2 separate regions of the Mus musculus genome follow, and region 1 is linked to region 2. A link is a contact called in public HiChIP or PLAC-seq data. All regions are on one chromosome and are shown on one strand. Each heading gives the region's core, a stretch centred on a gene start, on an enhancer-like site or on the middle of the called end of the contact. The rest is flanking DNA. Distances are from core to core; before and after follow the strand shown.

The links. HiChIP or PLAC-seq counts read pairs in DNA pulled down with a chosen protein or histone mark.
Region 1: an H3K4me3 HiChIP or PLAC-seq map of bone marrow-derived macrophages shows a contact between it and region 2, with 3 times the contacts expected there. The contact joins the promoter of Pigw here to the enhancer-like site in region 2. A contact is called at or near these places in 3 of 39 promoter capture datasets (the C10 cell line, hematopoietic stem and progenitor cells and liver), 1 of 115 datasets of contacts at active chromatin or transcription factors (bone marrow-derived macrophages) and 1 of 9 other capture datasets (liver).

Annotation. Positions count from the first base shown.
Region 1 is chr11:84,878,551-84,882,902 of GRCm38.p6, forward strand. Pigw (phosphatidylinositol glycan anchor biosynthesis, class W) reads right to left here and starts at 1,735. Exons shown (of 2, transcript NM_001077636.1): 1 at 1,678-1,735. Myo19 (myosin XIX) reads left to right here and starts at 1,620. Exons shown (of 25, transcript NM_025414.4): 1 at 1,620-1,961; 2 at 4,036-4,177. The coding sequence starts at 4,166.
Region 2 is chr11:84,348,952-84,353,653 of GRCm38.p6, forward strand. The region is part of intron 43 of Acaca (acetyl-Coenzyme A carboxylase alpha); the gene reads left to right. Among named protein-coding and RNA genes, the nearest start is that of Acaca, 160 kb to the left of the region's middle. Within about 2 kb of position 2,545, at least 44 of the 459 cell types and tissues checked have an H3K27ac peak or open chromatin away from gene starts, as enhancers often do. A contact at or near this core is called in bone marrow-derived macrophages, where this site is marked.

The sequences.
Region 1 (4,352 bases), core at 485-2,984, 530 kb after region 2:
CAACATTGTTGTGAATTCAGTAAAAACCTATGTGCCTAACTTGAATTTACATATTTCTTGTTTAAACAAAAGTTTAAGGGCTGGAGAGATGACTCGGCGGTTAAGAGCACTGGCTGCCCTTCGGGGGGACACAGGATGAATTCCCAACACCCATACGGAAGCTCACACCTGTCTGTAACTATAGTTTCAAGGTATCAGACACCTTCATACAGACACACATGTGGGCAGAACAGAACTTCAAGCCCTACTGGTTTCAATTCATGGACAGAACTGTCCTGACTCTCCTAGAACCTAAGATTATAGGAAGAAGTCAACAGTGACACACGAAAAGTATGAAAGTTCTAGTACACAGTTTTATCTTCAATATAAGGCAAATTCAAAACAAAAGTTGCTTAGCTCCCAAACAACTGTGTCTTGTTTTTGTTTGTTTCCTTGAGACAGTTTCTCTGTGTAGCCCTGGCTGTCCTGGAACTGTTTTGCATACCAGACTGGTCTCAAATTCAGGCCTCTGCCATGAGAGTGCTGGGATTAAAATCATCACTGCCCAGCTCTTTTTGTTTGTTGGGTTTTGACAGTGTCTGGCCATGTATCCTGAAACTTAATATGTAGATCAGTCTGGCCTTGAACTCACAGAGATCCACCTACCTCCCCGATCCCCTGCAATACCTAAAGGCATGTGCTACCACTGGCTGCCCTTCCAGAGGTCCTGAGTTCTGTTCCCAGCAACCATGTGGTAGCTCACAACCATCTATAACGAGATCTGGTGCCTTCTTCTGGCATGCAGGCAGAACACTGTATACATAATGAATAAGTCTAAAAACCACCACCACCACCAACAAACCATGTGTGTGGGGGGGGGGGGGGACGACTTCAGGGAGAGAGAGAAGTTGTAAATGTATTTTAGAGTTAGGGCCCTTGGTTTCAACATTGGGTACATAAAGAATGCATGAGCCTCGGGTTGCTCTTTTCCTATTTTACACACAGCCATATTTTCAGATTAAGAAGCAGGTGGACAGAATGGATGCACAGTGCATACCAGCGCCAGTGGCTTCTTTTTAATGCAACCTAAAACCTGTCACATTTTAATGTCTGAAAAGTTGCACCCTGAGAGAACACATCCGACAGTCAGATGTGAATTGATGTCCCTGACAATACACCAGCACCTCACCGTAAGTGGCCCTGCTCTTTTGGCCTTTTAAGTTTTTTTCCTGGCAGACCTGGCCACAACCACGCCCTGCCCACGACTGAGGGTCTCCGGCGTGGACAGAACAGGCTCCCACCGCAAACTGCGGGCACCCTCCGCTTCCGCCTCGCGAGCCGCGCTTCCGGCCGTCGCGGCTCAGCCTGTTCTTCCGGGACCGCAGATTCCGCGCGCCCCCGCCGGGGATGGCAACAGTCCGCACCCCGCCGAACTCCCCACGCCCTTCAGGGTCTTGAGCTGGGTTGGGCCGGGTGCTCTCCAGACCTAGCCGCGCGGCGGGTCCGTGGGAGGGGCGTCTCCCCTCCGCCCCAGGGCGAGGCGGGTTAGGTAGAGGGTCCCCGGAGCCCGCGTCAGCCTCGGGCACCGCGACCTGCAGCAGAGCAGCGCAAGGGCTCTCGGGAACCGCACTTTCCCACCCAGAACTCGGGAGGCCACGGAAACGCCACACCTCACACCCCGGACTCAATAGACCTCACCTCGCGAACAGCCCGCTAGCCGGAGCCGGCGGCCTGGGACGGGCCACGTGCGTCCCGCGCCGCGTGTGCACGCCCCGCCCCTGGGGAGGAGCCGGCGGGCTCCGGGCCATCGAGCCGCGGTTGCAGTGCTCCGCCAGGCGGCCTGGAGCTCCCGGCTTTCTCTCCCGGCCGCTCCCGCGCTCTCTCTCCTCCACGGGCTCTTCCCGCTGCCTCACCCTGCCCACCCGCCCTTCCAATCGGCCTGGGCTGGGACTACCACGCTGGGCGCCCGGGCCGTGGGACCGGTGAGTGCCACTCTCCACCTAGATCCAAAATCCCACACCGCCTGAGGAGGTAGGGAGGTCGGTGAGTCGCTCAGCTAAAACAGAAGGAGGCGTCTCACTTTCTAATTCAGCATTTCTCTTTTTACCCTCTTATGACCAAGGAGGAGGTAACACACAGCTCGTGGCTTTTGCCCAGGGCAAGGACCTTCACGGTCACTTTTCAGCTTGCCAGCAGGGGGCCGGAAAGGGGGTGTTTCTGGCTGACCGAGGCTGGACGTCTCTTTCCTTGTTCTACCCAGGGACGGCGGGAGAGACTTAAGGAAACTGCGCCCTTGACTAGGGTCATAGCCACCTTCCCAGAAAGGACGCGTTCTCTCAGTACCAGGTGCTTCCGGAGTGGTATCCCGGCCCTGGGCACCTTGGGCACGCTGCCAGTGCTGGAAGTGCTGGATCCGTCCAGGAATCTGGAGCAAAGCAGGCTGAGCCCCCATCCTCACCCCCCAGGACCCAGCTCTTTTCCTTATAGCCCTCCTTCTGTACTTCTTACAAAAAGAAATCCGAAGCAGAGGCGGAGAGGGTGGCAATCTGGTTACCACTTGCCTTGACTTGGTTGGTCCTTCACATACTCATTACTCTCCTCTGCCTACTGTGGTCACACCCTTTCCAGAAATTCTTGGTGGTAACCACGAAGAGGAGGGAGCAGGAGAACTGGAGAAAACTGCTTTGATCTGATTTGACTTCAACCAGGAGCTGACGCTGCAAAGTAATAACCAGCATTTACCAAGCTCTCTCGCAGGTCTCGCCCGTACGAGCCATAATTTTGCGCTTTGTGGTATGGTATTATACCATTGGCAATTGTATAAAAATGAGGCTTAGCTCCTGTAATATATTCTAAGAAGGTTGTGAGCTTTGGATTCTAACTTAAATGCGCTGTTGTGGTCTCCTGACTGGCCTCCCTCTCAAGATCAGCTTCCAGTTGAGTCTCCAGAGACCCTTGGGTGATGGGGTACAGTGTACACAGTGATATTGCCTAGCCCAGCCCTGATTCCCTTTTCTTCTTGAATTTTACCTCTCCCTGTTTCATGGCCATCCCTGGTCCTGCTTCTTTGGAGACTAGGTGTGTTCAAAGCTTCAAAAAGTCTGTATCGGGATTGACTCATCAATCCGTTATAGATGTCCCTCATCCTCACGCCTCATTGCTAGGCAGGGATGGGAGTCTGGGACACTCCCGAGTCTGGCTGAAGCTCACCAGTTTTCAGATACTGTCCTCATACAGGTACTCTCAAATAGATTCTTTCCTGGTCTCACCTTGTTTGTTCGAGATAAGGTCTTACAGTATAGCCCAGACAAGACGCAAACTCTGAGATCCTCCTGCCTCAGCCTCTTGTATGTTGAGATTACAGGCACATGCCACCAGTCTCAATCTCGTCTGTTGGGCAGTGGGCGTTCCCTATCTGTTTAATGTCTCCAAATGAACCATCAGCCCCATGCATAACACTAATTGTTCCTAGACAATGATATGATACTCAGACTTGTACTGTGCTTTCAAACCTTGACGTCATTGGCCTTCATAACCTCTCCATGTAAGGTACATTTAACTACCCCTATTTTCAAGGAGAAAATTTGGGCAGTAGGGTTGCCCTGGGGTCACATACCAATTCCCTTCTCATATGGCAGCTTCCTAGGGACATCAGTAGTTGACACCAGGCCTATTCTCCCTCAGCTGCTGGCTACATTTATGTTGGGGGTATTTCTGTCTAATGCTGATGATAGGGCCAAGGCTATCTCTTCATTCTCCATGACATACTGACCCAGAAGATTCTGCAACCCCTGCCCATCACTTACTTCCCTTAAAACTGCCCCTGGCCTTTTGCTGTAAGAGAAACATCAGAAAGTATCCCAGGTAGTCTCTGGAGGCTCTCAGCAAAGGAGTCTTACTTCCTAATTGGCAAGGGGATGCACAGTCTCTCCCTCTCTGCCCAGGCCTGCCTGGTTCTCATTTGGGATGCTCCCGCTTGGTGGGAGGAGCAGGACTGAGTCATCCCAGAGAGGCCCTCACCTGTGTGTGGCCCTTGTCTTCTGTCTCACGCTACAGGTTTCAAGATGACTCGGCTGCGATTCCCACACTCCTGAGTCTTCTGCTGGAAGGATGGCCTCATGACCAGGTTGACAGACAGCACTCTGTGTCGGTGACACAGAACTCTGGCCGACCACACTGAAGCACGATGCTCCAGCAGGTAATCCCTCAAGCCCAAGTAACTGAGCACTTTCCCTCTTGCCTGTCTGAAGAAAGACTGCAGTGCTTCTAGTGAGGGACTCTTCAGAGTATCCCAGGACTCTTCCTGATACGCCCTTTTTGTGATTTGGTGGCTCTTTTCCTTGGAATGGTTATGGGTAGATAGGTAAAGAAAT
Region 2 (4,702 bases), core at 1,295-3,794:
CAGCTCCATTGCTTATCAGGAATGAAAAGGGAAGCTATCAGAGAGCACCAGCTCAGATTGCTGCCTCTGGCTCACTCCTGAATGCTAGCATCTCACATGCATGCTTACTCTGTCTATCTATCCAGCCTCTGCTTACCGTTCTCTCTGCGAGTTTCTTTCCATCTCACTCCTGGACTGTGCTAGGCACTCTTCGTCTACATCTTTCTATATGAGCTGATCTCTCTTTGTTTCTAGGTCTTGCTTGTAGATTCCTTTCTTTTTCTGAATGCACTCCTCCCCGAGTGTCCACGTGTGAGAAAGTCTTTGTGTGTTTGAAGCACTGTACAGCTTGCTTTTTAAGCCCTGACCATTGTGGTCACTGTATCTGTGTACCTATGTGTAGAGTGGAAATGTAGGCAGTATATGCAGGCTTATATACAGTTTTAGACTGTAAACATCTAGTGCTCACCTTTTGGAGTCTTTATCCGTTATGTTAAACATTGGGGTGAAGAATAAGAAAGGGGTGCACAGAGGTTATAGGGGAGAAAAGATTTTGTGTGTGCAAGTGCTGATCCCGTTGACCTCTTTGGAAATTGAAATAATGATAATGCGAGTCTCCTGACTGCATCAAAGTATCAGCACATCAGAAGCCAGGAGGCATGAAATGCAAATGATAAAGTGCGAGCAGATGGATTGTGCGTGATCGCCCGATGCCCAATGAATTTTAAAAGGTGCCTGTTTGCAAGGGGTGGGGGTGGGGAGGGGTGGCGGGACTGAAATAAACACGTTATCCCTGCAATTTTTTTTTGTTCTTGACGCTCACTCCTGACAATATTTTTTCACACTTGAGTGAACACCCACTCCATCTCTCTCTCCCTTTCTGCCTTTCTCTCTCTCCTTTCCATCCCCCCCCCCCCATCCCACCTCTTACGCGTCTCAGGTCATGTCGTTGCAGCTCCGGTGGAAATAATAAGATATAAACCACGAGGTTGTTATTTGCATAGAAATAGCATGGAGCCCCAGGCAGCAAGAGAGAAGGACACAGGGATCATTTGTCTAAAATTTTAATGAAAACTTTTGCTGAGGCGGAGATTTTTTTAAAACTTTCTTTCTCTTGGATTTTTCCCCCGACCCTTCCCACCCCCTTGAGCCCCATCACTGATTTAACTTAACATGGAATATTGGGAGAGGAAGGGTTGACATGCCACACACTCTACTCACATAACACAGCAACATGTAAACTGTTCGTTCCCTTAATAGATAAGAAGCTTTAGTACACAGTTTCCAATTTATACATTGCATGTGTGTATCGGGCTTTTATGGCTGCATTCCAAATCTTTACACATGGTATTGGTGACTTGGTTTTGGTGTGCACCTTCCTACCTTATACTTCCAAAGTGTCTTCTTTAGAGATTTCCTCCCCCGCTCTCCTCCTTCTGTAGTGACCTGAATAGTAAATGCAAGTATTGCTGCTGTTTCCTCCTCCTTTCATTGCTGCCAAGCTTTCTGTATGCCTTATTCTCCAGGGCTGTTCCTTGCTACTGTATAGTTTGTTTCAAAACAAGAAGATATTTTCCACATTAGTATTTTTATCCTTTTCCTCTTGTGATCAGAGTATTTATGTTCCATCAACACCTGCCGTGTTTCGTTCCCTGCAGTGATTTGTAAAGTATTTAGAATATTACCAAGTTAAGGAGCAAGATGATTTCTTGATTTGACCTTTGTGATCCAGATTTGATACTTTAAGCCAGTGAACTGGTGACTGGATACTTCCCAAATGACATCTGAAACTCAGAGTCAAGAGCTTCTTCCCAGTTCTTTGTTGTTGGGGGTTAGAGTGGTGTCAGGGCTCGGACAAGACTGAAACAATCAACAGACTGGATTAATTAAAATGTGAACTTGAGTTTCATTACAGAAGAGCTCAAGCCTCTGCCCACTGTCCACAGAGAGTGCTAGGAGTGAGGGCATAAGTAGAAGTCCATGAGGATTTGCTTTTTCATGTCTCTCAAGGCTACAGCAGCCATGACTTCAGGAACTATAGGCTACACGTTGCTAAGTCCTCAAGATGATACTTAGCCTGATGGGTATGACTGACTTCCTGGGGTGGAGGGACTCATGCAGGTGTGGCAGAGGTAACAGTTGTCTACTTGAACTGTTGGTATGACAGACCCTTGGTGAGCTGAGATGATTTGCAGTTATAAACTCCTAAGTTAGGGTGGCTTTTGGACATTTGCAGTAGCACAGATATTCCTCCCCCTTCCCAGTACCTCTCAGTTTCTGTTCTCATGTTTAGCATAGTGTCAGTGGCAGCCAGGCTAGAGGGACCTCTGCTATAAGGCAGCACTGATGCAGGTCAGAGCCTGCTATCTCTCAGCCCCAGACTTGATGAAAACCTGAGCTTTGGACAGCGATGGGAATTTGTGGTTTGTGGGTGTGCTCTGGACAGCAGCTCCCTGTGTAGGTAGGACCTCTCTTTGCAAAATGGCTGTGATATGTGAGGGTAGATTACTCTGAAGGTTCTATGTGACTTCCTCATGGTAAACATTTTTTTTTAGAGCTTCTACTTCTCTTTTAGGAAAAAAAGAAACCCCATAAACTCTTCCCCTTTTGTAAATAGGCCGCTCTATGCACTGAATCTACTAGAAAAAGTACTCATGTAGTGCATATGGCTGAGAGCTCTCAAGTCCTCCAGGACCTAATTCTGCTAATCTTGCTATTTCTTTAGGATTCTTTTTTATTTTTTAATTAACTGTGTGTGTATGGTGGGGATGTGCACATTAAGTACGTGTGCTTGTGGAGGCCAGAGGCATCAGGTGCCCCTAGAGCTGGAGTTACTTTAGGTGATTGCCTGGTATGAGCTGCCTGATGTGGAGACTGGGAATTGAGCTCATGTCCTCTGGAAGAGCAGTATCACTAAGTCATCTCTTTAGTGTTAATCTTGCTTTTGAGACTTAGTCCAAAAAAAAAATTCCCTCTCTGATTTACCTTCATTACCATGCCCAAAGTTATATATAACTATGCAATGTGAAGTGTGTGATGTCACTCACATCTGACTCTTTAACATTTTCCTGGAGATCATATGAAGGAGATTTGTTTGTGGAACCAGAGACCTACACTGTACATGTTCCATGTCCATCCATGATGCTGCCATACACAATATGAGAGAGTTAGAGAGATTCAAGGAGGGAAACCGTCCTTAGCTATCCCTGGGCGAGGGCAATATTGTCACTGTGACAGAAAGAAGTTAACAACATAGACTGTAGAGCCAGGCTGCTGAGGGTTAGTTTCTGGCTCTACCACATACAAATTATCACCCTGAGCAATTCCTTAACACCCCATTCCCCCACCTGTGTTTCAGGTTTATTAAGTGTACAATGGGAGGCTATGGTAATACTTATGTACCAAGGCTTTTGTGGGGACTAGATGCGTTAACTTCGGAAACTCCTGGTACTATGTGGTCTTTCTAAGATACATTCCAGGTTTATACTCATCACAGTTCAATATCCAGAGCCTGGAGTAGGAATATAAACAGTATTCTTTATACTTTCTGGCTCTCTGGAGGCAAAAGTTCTTTGGAAAAAATAAAATGTTACATGGCTTTCCTCCCTTTAGTAGTACATTCACATATTGATGTTCCCAATAGATGTTAAGTAAAGACCATTAACACACTTTGGAACACCATTAGTTTAAGAGGCACCATGTTCAGCCTTGATAGGATAGTATATATGTCAGTCATCTGTCTCTAAGAGTCTCCAGGGACTTGTTGATACAATAACCCTAGTCACTCTAAGCATCAGCCCATCAGTTAGCATTGTTAAAAGCCCTTTACTCCCTATTTTTACAATAGATAGTTCCTATATCCCATAGCTCTCTCCTTTGTAAAGAGATTTTTTTAACATCTTGTCTAAATGAGTTTTGCATTGACACTATGAGTGAATTCTCAGAGAATATTGTAGTCGATGTCTGATCTCCTTAATTTTCAAGCCCATCTTCTACACATAGACAAAATGTTGGTAAATCTGGTCCCATTTTAGAAAGCTGTTTTGGTTTTCTTTTGTTGTTCCTATTTGTAGAAAACTGTACCAAGTATTTCTGACTCTGTTAGCGAGCCTTAGTAATGTACAGGAACCTAGTCCTGAATACTGGCTTGGAGATGCTGCACAATGGAGTTGCCATTCAGATTTCCATTACAAAAGTAGCCTTTGACTATCTAAGAGAGCCTCGCGTATCTATAATGGCTTCAGTACTACAGACTTGAGAGAACTGACAGATTTAGTGCAAAGCTTCTAGATAAAGGGAAAAGCCCGGGACTCTGCTTTGGGGCATTGAATACAGACACAGGAATGATCACACTGGCCAACACAGTAGAAGTGGGCTCAAAGTCTTTGGAGTTCTAGAATGTTCTAGTTTGCTTTCTGTTTCTGTAATAAATGCCATGACCAAAGCTACTTGGGGAGAAAAGCCCTTATTTGGGCTTACAGTACATCGTTGAGGGAGACTCTCAAGCAGAAGAGATAGAACCATGGAAGGAAAGCTGTTACTGGTTTGTTCCCCATGGCTGCTCAGTCTGCTCTCTTATGCAACACAGTACACCTGTCCAAAGGTGGCTGGGTCCTCCCACATCAATCATTAATCCAGAAAAGTTGTTCATGCACTCGCACGCATACACACACACACCACACACACACACACACACACACACACACACCACACACACACACAC